Linked DNA regions of Rattus norvegicus: region 2 is linked to region 1. The links are chromatin contacts, called in public Hi-C maps. All regions are on one chromosome and are shown on one strand. The core of a region is the stretch at or near the end of the contact, and the rest is flanking DNA. Distances in the headings are between cores, read along the strand shown. Region 1 has its middle 31 kb from the start of Rbm20. Region 2 overlaps Rbm20 (RNA binding motif protein 20).

Region 1 (4,951 bases), core at 1,633-4,132:
AGTAGAGGTTCCAAGGCCCCACCAAAGCTGCCCGCCCCCTGGAAATAAACAAGGGCTAACCCAGCCATTCTTCTCCTGCCCAAGCCCCCTCCTCAGGCTCCTGCCGCAGCTGTCACCACCTCTGATCCAATTACAAACCCAGGGCCCGAATTGCTTCCTCCTCCTCCTCCTAGTCCACAGCAGGCCGGGGACCCATCTTTCCTGGGAACGTGGAAGCCAACCCTCAAATCTGTCAAAGGCTGTGCCAGGTGCTGACATCCTGCCCACCCCATTCTGAGCTCGTTCCCCGAGCTGGTGCTGAAGAGGGTCCTGCCACCGGGATGTGTGGAATCCTGCAGTTGGCTTTGTTTGGATGTTTACCGACCTGGCACCGCACCTGCTGCTCCTCCTTCCCATCCAGTCCCTGTCTCTCTGCTTCCCAACTAGTCTATGCACACATGCAGTCACCTACTCCCCACTTAGGGCTCTCTCTCTCTCTCTCTCTCTCTCTCTCTCTCTCTCCTCTTCTATCTCTGTCTCTGTCTCTTTCCTCTCTATCCTCTCTCTCTCTCTCTCTCTCTCTCTCTCTCTCTCTCTCTCTCTTGCCTTTCCTCTCCTTTCCTCTTCTCACTCTCTCTGTCTCTCCGATCTCCTCTCTCCTCTCTCTCTCTGTCTCTCTCTGTCTCTGTCTCTCTCTGTCTCTCTCTCTGTGTCTCTCTCTCTTCCTCTCTGTCTCTGTCTGTCTGTCTCTCTGTCTCTCTCCCTCCCTCTCTCTCTCTCAGTTTCTGTCTCTCTCTGTCTCTGTCTGTCTGTCTCTGTCTGTCTGTCTCTTTGTCTCTGTCTCTCTCTCTCTGTCTCTGTTTCTCTCTCTGTCTCTGTCTGTCTGTCTGTCTCTTTGTCTCTGTCTGTCTGTCTCTTTGTCTCTGTCTATCTGTCTCTCTCTGTCTCTCTCTCCCCCTCTTCCTCTCTCTCCCTCCCACCTCCCACAGTATCACCTCCACCTGCCTCCCACTCAGGCCTGTGTGCGTGACAGTGTGACAAGACACTGAGCAAGACTAGCCCTGAGCTTCTTCATTTGATTTGGTGGTTTTGGATCTTTTCTTAATCTAAACCCGGGATTCTCTATCTGAAAAATTGATTAATCATAGAACCTGACTCATAGGTTTTTCTGTCCCAGATCCTTGATAAATAAAAAACCAAACCCATCTCCCAAATCAACCCATGCTCCAGCATTCCTCTGTGACAAATGGCAGTCCCCTTCTCTTTACCCTTGGCCTTCTTTCCCCCATCCCCCATCTGCTCAGCTGCATTTGGCCTAAAGACCTGTTTGGCCTCCTTGCCTGCAAACCCAGTGAGCCAAGGAACGGCCATACTTCAGAGAAGCTTCATGTGTTTAGAAAGTGTACCCAGGGGCTGGAGAGATGGCTCAGTGGTTAAGAGCCCTGGCTGCGCTTCCAGAGGTCCTGAGTTCAAATTCCAGCAACCACATGGTGGCTCACAACCATCTGTAATGGGATTTGATACCTTCTTATGGCACACATGTGTACAGGCAGATAGAACTGCTCACATTTGAGTGGACCATGTTCATAAAATAAATTAATCTTAGGAAGGAAGGGAGGGAGGGAGGGAGGGAGGGAGGGAGGGAGGGAGGGAGGGAGGAAGGGTTCAATTCCCTTAAACAAGGCACAAATGAGTACTGCAAACTCTTATGCTGAGAACACCCCATCCGCGGTCAGCTGATCTTCATAAAAATAATTGTTCAATCCACTACCTTCTGACTGGACTCTGTAAAAGCAGTTGTTGATTTAGGGCAGAACACACAGTTGCTGAACTGGAAATGACCCCTGTCAGTGAGGAAAAAGATAGCTCTAAAGATTGTGGATTTATTGCTCTATTGAACTTGGGTCAACCTTCTGGCCCCTGCATGAACAACATCAGTAAATTGCTGACATACATTCCCTGCAATTGAGATTCTTCTCCACTTTTCAAAATCACACATCAACGCAGGTCTTAGGAGGAGGAGGGTGAAGCTGAGATGGGAGGACTTTTGAGGGTGAGAATTGGGAGGAGGAAGAAGCTACCATGAGTGATAAGGACTGTACATGAGGCAGGATGTGCACCCAAGTTCTGGGTAATGACGTGCAAGGTGTTGTGGTGAATGGGTAGGTGTATGAGTGCAGTCGGGTGTGTGTGTGTTCGGCGGGGTAGGGTGGGAAGGGATAACAAAACAACTAACATATGACTGCTGTCAAGTGGCAAGGCAATGTCTTAGCCACCCCTTGCTGGACCTTCCTTGACTCTGAACAGGGGAGAAGAAAACCTGGTCTCAGGGCTGACAGGTGGCTCAGTGCTAAGAACATTTGCTTCAGTATCATGAGCTCCCAGGTCAGATCCCAGAACTCATCTAACAAGCAGAGCGTCCTCACAGATACCTGTAGCCCTAGCTTCAAGACGGAGAGCTAGATATGGAGACAGGAATTGCTGGCTTCCAGCCTAGCAGAAAAACCATGCACCCCAGATTCAGGAAGAGACCTGCCTCAGAGGAACAGGCAGATGTGCACTGTGTACACTCACATATAAATAACATATAAAAAAAAAACCTGGTCTCCATCCAAGATGGTTTCAAAAAAGAGATCTGGGTCTCTAGAGGGTAAAAAGGTTTAATTGGTTGGAGGTCAGGTTCTAAAAAGCTTGCTTACTGGTAAGGGCTTGAGGAAGGTATGTCCACAAACCTAGAAGACAGAGGATAAAGACCACAGGGACATCTGGTCCAAAAATGAAGGCCACCCCCACAATAGTTTGGATTCTGAGCAAGGCCACTGTGGCTTTCCTTGGAAAGGTTCATACCGGTTGGCTTAGAGACAAGCACTGACGGGGGTCATGTTAGTTTCAGGAAAAGTTCTCTAGAATCCACTTTATCCACTTTACAGACCAGCATTTGCTCGGTCAAAGGTTTTAGCAGGCCTGACTGTGCTCTGGGGCAAACAAACTCCCCTGGCTATCAGGGGTTGCCCATGACCTTGAGAGATTTTTTATTTTTAAATCACACTTCATCAACCATTCTACACATTTTTCTAAATAAGATCTTTGTTTGTGACTGTGTGCATATATGTCTTTGGGTGATGTGGGTATCAGATCCCTGGAGCGGGAGTTACAGGTGGCTGTGAGCTGCTGTAGGTGGGTGCTGGGGACAGAACCGTGGTCTTCTGCACGAACAGCCAGAGTTAACCGCTGAGCCATCTCTCCAGCCCTGTATTAGTTACTCTCTCATCGCCGTGACCAAAGTACTTGAAAGAGACAAACTGAGGGAGGGAATGTTTATTTTGGCTCAGTTTCAGGGGGATTTCAATCAATCACAGGGGGGAGGCAGGGTGCAGTGGCTGTCAGGGCAGGAGCACAAGGCAAGGCAGCTGCTCACATTGGAGTGGACCAGGAGGCGGGAATGGATGGAACTGTCGAAGACTTGTCCCCAGTGGCTTCACCTCACTTCAGGGCACAGCTGGAGACCAGTGAGCTAACAGACCAGGACTTAGGTCTCTGGGGCCACTCTGAATTCAAAGCACAACCTTCCAAGTGATCACGAAGGAGGAGAAATGGGCAGCACTGGTTCACGTGAAAACCTTTTTGGTTTGCTAATGAGGCAGGACTGTGTCCTGTCCATACAAGGTTCTGCTGTCCTACTAAGCCACCTGCTGCCTGGCCCCCACGCAGTAAAACGGGCTGCTGAGTCCAGCTTTGCTCTAGCACCCACTCGCCACCCTCCGTGGGTCGAGTGAATTAGGGCAGCACAGGTTTGTGGGAGCCCGGGAAGAAGCAGCAGACTGCTCCACCCATCACACTGACAGAGCACCACCTCTGCTGGAATTTAGAAGTGGCCGGACCTCTTAGGATGGCTTTTCATGGCTTGGTAAGCAATAACCTCTTGGCGTTTCAGCTTCTCTTTGGACAATGGTAGAATAGGTCTTCCTGGGGTGTCCAGAGACTACACAGTGGCTGCTACCAATCATTTGCAAACACTTAGTGAACTACAATGTCGAAGCCAACAGTCAAATGTCGTCCAATATAGAAATGACAATGCCCTTTCGGGAATGTCTAAGACAGCTACAGTGTACTCATATCCATTAAAAATAAATCTTAGAAAAAAGATTTTAATTTATTTTATGAGTGCTCTATCTGCATGCCATAAGAGGGCATCAGATCTCATTACAGATGGTTGTGAGCCACCATGTGGTTGCTGGGAATTGAACTCAGGATCTCTGGAAGAGCAGCCAGTGCTCTTAACTGCTGAGCCATCTCTCTAGCACCAAGAAGTCACTTCTTAATTAGACATCTTTTTTTTCCTCCCCCAAGTGTGGACATGTTAGAAATGGGTCCACGAGAGAGAGGGTAAAACTAATGGAACAGCCCCATTGACACAGGGCATCAGTGATTTCTCCTCCATGTGCTCCCCAGTGCTAACTCCACGGCCAAGGCCATGCTCAGAGCAGTCAGAAGATGAATTGAGGCTATCTCGAGGGCAGCTGGGCACTCGGAACTGTGCTGACACAGCCATGTACTTATGCCTCTTCATCCGCTGACCATGACACATCCATCTGTGCACGGTTCCTGAGGCCAGAGAGTCTCAGATCCCCTACAACTGGAGTTTCAGGTATTTGTGAACAGCCATGTGGGTCCTGGGAATTAAACCCAGGTCCTCTGCCAGAGCGACAAGTAAAAAGGAAAAAAGGGTTGGAGATGGGAACTGACTATGGGGGCACAGGCCTTTATCCCAACACCTGGGACACAGATATGTAGATCTCTGTGAGTTCGGGGCCAGCCAGGGCTACAGTATGAGACCCCATCTCAGAGAGAGAGAGAGAGAGAGAGAGAGAGAGAGAGAGAGTGTCCCAAGCCTTTTATCTACTTAAGTGTTTGGTTAATTTTTGTTGCTATCTGTGTGTTTTTAAAGACTGGGCTTTACCATGCAGCGCTG
Region 2 (4,874 bases), core at 240-2,739, 210 kb before region 1:
GAACCCAGGGCCTTGCGCTTCCTAGGTAAGCGCTCCACCACTGAGCTAAATCCCCAGCCCCCCCCCCCCCCATCTACATTCTTAGTTCTGTGTCTGCACTCAGTTCATGAGAAACCGAGAGCTGGCCACCTCTAAACAGAGTCTCCGCCGTTACCACGTGCACCAGGGATGCATCAGTAAAATATAAACTTGCCCCAAAGAGCCAGATATCAACTCTCCATTCTGTGTTTTCCTCTCCAGCTCAGGGGGAATGTGTAAGAGGAAGCCCAGCATTTCCTGTGTCCCTGTCTAAGCTGAGCAGCAATTCTGAACTACAGTGGTAATGCCCATCTGAACAGGGATGAGTGGAGGCTAGAAAGCCAGGTGGATGGGTCGGGGCTACAGGTAGGCCATGTTACAATTCAAATCCCCCTTGATGAGTAATGTCACATCACCCTGACGCAGGCTAGAGTCATCTGAGAGAAGGGAGCCCTGATGGAGAAAATACTTCCCTCATAAGATCAGCCTGCAAGCAAGCCCACAGAGCATTTTTTTAAAAGGTTCGATTGATAGGGGAGGGCCCAGGCAATTGTGGGCAGTGCCACCCCTGGGCTGGTGGTCCTCGGTTCTACAAAAGAGCAGGCTGAGTAAGCCATGGGGAGCAAGCACCCCTCCACGGCCTCTGCATCGGTTCCTGCCTCCAAATTCCTGCCCTGTTAAGCCACTTTGGCTGATAAACTGTTACAGACAGTGTGAGTGAAAGAAACCCTTTCCTCCCCAAATGGCTTTTGGTGATGGTGTTTCATCATAGCAATTGAGACTCTAAGACATCCCCTAAGAACCAGAAGCTAGAAGGTGTTTTAACCTCCAGGCCTGTGACCTAAGCCCCAGAGCCTCACCTGTCAGCTTCCCGGAGCATGCACCTCTCCCTTTGGGAGTGGATGTCCTGGATGATAGCAGCCACATTTTTCCCAGGTTTCTAGGGTAAAGTCAGAGAGATCATTAGAGAACACCTCGAGCACCAGCTGTGGCCAGCCTTGCTCCGTGCCCGGGACACAGGGAAAGGACAGAAACTGTTCCAGCCATGGAGGGATCACCTGTCATATTGAGACACAGAGGAAGGGACAGAGAGAAGGCAGTGACTCTCGAAAGTAGACCCAGGGATTCAGCCAGGGTACCTCCCACCTTGGGCAAACAGTATTTATATTCAGCAGAATGTGTAAACCGTCACATTTATGTGCAGTGTCACATGCAAGCAACCGGGTTACCCAGACTACACATCGTCAATTCTCTGCGAGCCTCAGGAAGAGGCTAATGCTGGGCTAGGGCTGAGAAGAAAGCTCCTGTCTGGAACATTTCCCTCACCCTACACAGGGCTGCAGGTAGTCTTTCCGCCTTCCCTCAGAACTTGGCTACCGTTTTCTGCAGCCAACCCATGAGAGACAAGGGAGCCTGGGAACACTGACAGGGCTGCCAGAATCAATCAAAGCTATGTAACAAAACACGAGTCATGCAGGAGGCCGATCCCAGGCCTCAAGTCTGTGGCTTGTGCTGGAACAGAGGAAGCTACAGAATATATCCCCATACAGGGCCACCTTTCAGAACACAGTAAAATCCCCAGAGTGAGTTGGCTAAGAGTTTTACTTAGTAAAAGGAGTCTTAGGGGTTGGTGTATTCTACTTTTCTGGAACTTAATGCCTTTCCTAGTTGCTCCTTTCAGGTCCAGGAAAGAAGAGGGTAACCTTGTGAGATAGCAGGTAAGAGGTGACTGGGCAGCCAGCCAATGTCAGGGACAGACACATCCAGCAGCTTCTCTCCCCTAGAGCACAAATGTCCCAATGCTGTCATCATGCCAGAAAAGTGGAGGTAAAAAAAAGAATAAAATCAATCTATGATGAAATTTGGGGTTCCTTGTTATTGTGGGAAAATTTGGGTATGCAACAATGTAGAATGAATGCATAGAGAATCCCAATCTTGTGACGTCTGCATTCTGACCTTCTTTTCACACCTTCAGAACTTATGTTGAAGCAAATCTCAAACGCCGCCATCTCTTCCTCTGTTTTATGAGGACGGTGAGGCCGACCAACAGCCATCTAGTACACCAGGCTGTTTTCTCTGTCAGTGCACCTTGCTGCTTCTAAAACAGGGTAAAGGGTCTGAACTCAAATCTGCTATGAGTCTGCACTCCATCTGAACCAGGCTCTGTTCATGCCGGCCCAGTTGTTTCTGACATGGCTGGGTTTCCCAGCCTGTGGGCCTTTCTTCACTCAGTTTCTTCCTGGAAACACACTCTCTGTGCGGCTAATTCTCCCACCCCACAAGGCCCTGTCAATCAAACCACAGCCTTCTCCCTGGCCACAGAGACTGGTTAGGGGACGGGCACATGTGCTGAAGTAGCCCAACGAGAACGACTGTCAGATGTTTTTTGGGAGCTATAGGAGAAAGCCTGGCTCTCTCTCATGTGGGAGACGGGCCATGGAATCTGAAGGTAAGAGGGCTACCATGCCATCTAGAGGAGAGAGCCTGAGTCTGCTGAAGGCCGTCCCATGAAGCACCCTGAAAACAGAAAAGCCATGAACAGCAGAAAGCAGAGCAGAGCACATCATCTTGATGATGTCACTTGGGTCCCCGAAGCCAGCTGCTCCTTCACGTTGCATTGGCCGGAGCCAAGGAACCCCTTCTCTCACCTACATCAACAGGCTGAATCACCACGAGCCTCTGTTACATGCGGAGAGCATCTGAGGTGATTCCTGTCAGGGTAGGGGATGTAAAGCCTATTACTGCACACTTGGAATATGCTGACGGTCACGATGACCCAGAGGGACGTTAGGACAACATGAGGAGCAGAAAACCCACACCAAAGGTCAGAAAACAGTGCGCCCTACGTCTCTGCTACTAAAAGTGTGCTCTTAAGACCAGGAGGGACAGCATCTGCTGGAGGCTTGATAGAAATGCAGAACCCTAGCCTTGCCCAGACCTGCAGGGTCCCTGGTGACTTGCATGCACCCTGAACTTTGAGAGGCTCTGTCAGCACATTGTCTCTACAGTGTCCTGCCTGAGGGACTCTGAACAAAAAGCTAACTAGGTTCTCTGCCTTTTTGGTTTTGTTTTCATGTGGAAAACCTAATATTGTAATGTAAAAAAAGATACCAATCATATTTGGTGCAAACGAGTGTAGTCTCAGGGTTTGTTTGTTTGTTTGTTTGCTGTTTGTTATCATTGTGTGTTAGTTTGTTTCATTGTTGGTGTTATTGAGACAGGGTCTCACAAGGTAGCCCTGGCTGGCTTGGAACTCCCAAAAACAAGGCCAGCCTGGTCTTGAACGTATAGAAATGCACCCGCCACTACCTCTCCAGTGCTGGGGTTAAAGGCAAGCACCACTACACCCAGCCAACTGTCTCAGGTTTTCATCCTAGATCATCCAGTAACTATGGTCTTGGGCAAGCAAGGGAACTTCTACCAGACTCAGTATCTCCATCTGTAAAATTGAGATTATAATACCTGTCTGGCAGGACTGACGTCAAGATTAAAGTAGATAACGTATGGAAAGTGCTTAATACATTACCTGCCCCAGAGTAGCAGGGCTCAATTAAAGGTATACATTATGGTGTGCTCTTGTAATTACTATGATTATCTGCCCTGCACGCCTCACAGGATAGTGATTGTGAGACAGGGAAGAAAATGCATGGGAAAATTTGTTTAAAATCAAAGAACCCAAGTGTAGTCTGGCTGATCTCAGTATGGAGGTTCATAGAGGTTGGGCAAGTCGGCTCAAAGCAGAGAGGGGTGGAGCCAAGGATGGTGTGATCATTTTCCAACAGAGGGTCACCTTTGCTGGCTCTGGCTCTGTGTTTCTCTTCCTATCAGATGAAGTTCCTCACGCACTAGCTCCTTCCGTGCCTGTTGCCCACCCACAGTGGGACTCAATGACCATTCAGCTGGATGCGAGCCTGATGCTCCATGACGTCTTTAACTGCAACTCCCACCACCTTAGCTGTCTCCCTCCGCAGAGCGTTACTGTGCCTTGGCGCTTCAAGAAGCTACTGTTGTCCGTCCTAATTAGAATCTTATGACACTTCACTCGGAGGCCCAAGCTGCACTGGGAACTCTGTGCAGAAATTTCATTCCAGCCCCTGGGGGAGAAAACAGGAACTGGCTAGGTACGGAACAGGGTGGGGCTTTTCTCCTGCCTGATGCTTTAATTACAGAGAAAGATGATCCAGGCTGGGCCTGAAGCAGAATTGTTGGGAAGGAACTGCAGAGGCTTATTGCTATCAGAGCAGAGGGGGACCAGGGTAACTGACTGACATATTAATTACCCAGCTCTGCAGATGCTGACTTGCTGTAAGCCACTACTTAACCTTTGTCTCCTGACGTCAACCCTCAAGACTGAGGGCAGATTAAGGGCTGGTAGGTGTGAACAAATTGGACCCTAAGTAAAGATGGAAATGAGTCAGAAAAAAATATATATCATATTAGGTGGAGCAGTAGAACACCTAAATAAAACCAGGGGGTTAGATTTAAACACCAACGTGACAACAGCTACAATGACCCCCAAATGGATGTGTGTTCCAGTTAAGAGAACGGCAAATCAACAAGAAGACCTATTACAAAGAAAACCACAGCCTTGGGAAGAAACGCCCGCCAAGAAAACCAGAGGCAGGAACCATAAGGGAAAAAGTACTCAATGTTACAAGTCATCAGGAAAATAAATAAAATTCTGATAAACCAGGATGGTGCACCCATTCCATGGCCAGTTTAGAAAGTCAGTCAAATCAAGGTTAGCAAGACCAGGAACCACTCAAATCCTTATATGCGACAAGGAGAGTGCTATACTGTGACAAGGCACTTAGGGAAGAACTCACCAGAGCTGAGGTGAGTCTGTCCAGTCTAAC

What was found. Hi-C and Micro-C count contacts between places; a contact is called where the count stands out from the background.
Region 2: a contact with region 1 is called in a Hi-C map of liver, with 2.1 times the contacts expected there. The contact joins two enhancer-like sites. A contact is called at or near these places in 3 of 12 Hi-C or Micro-C datasets (the A7r5 cell line, Schwann cells and liver).

Annotation. Positions count from the first base shown.
Region 1 is chr1:262,655,917-262,660,867 of GRCr8, reverse strand. No RefSeq gene overlaps it. Among named protein-coding and RNA genes, the nearest start is that of Rbm20, 31 kb to the left of the region's middle. Within about 2 kb of position 2,882, at least 2 of the 93 cell types and tissues checked have an H3K27ac peak or open chromatin away from gene starts, as enhancers often do. A contact at or near this core is called in liver, where this site is marked.
Region 2 is chr1:262,860,841-262,865,714 of GRCr8, reverse strand. Rbm20 (RNA binding motif protein 20) reads right to left here. Exons shown (of 14, transcript NM_001107611.2): 8 at 879-958. Among named protein-coding and RNA genes, the nearest start is that of Pdcd4, 63 kb to the left of the region's middle. Within about 2 kb of position 1,489, at least 19 of the 93 cell types and tissues checked have an H3K27ac peak or open chromatin away from gene starts, as enhancers often do. A contact at or near this core is called in liver, where this site is marked.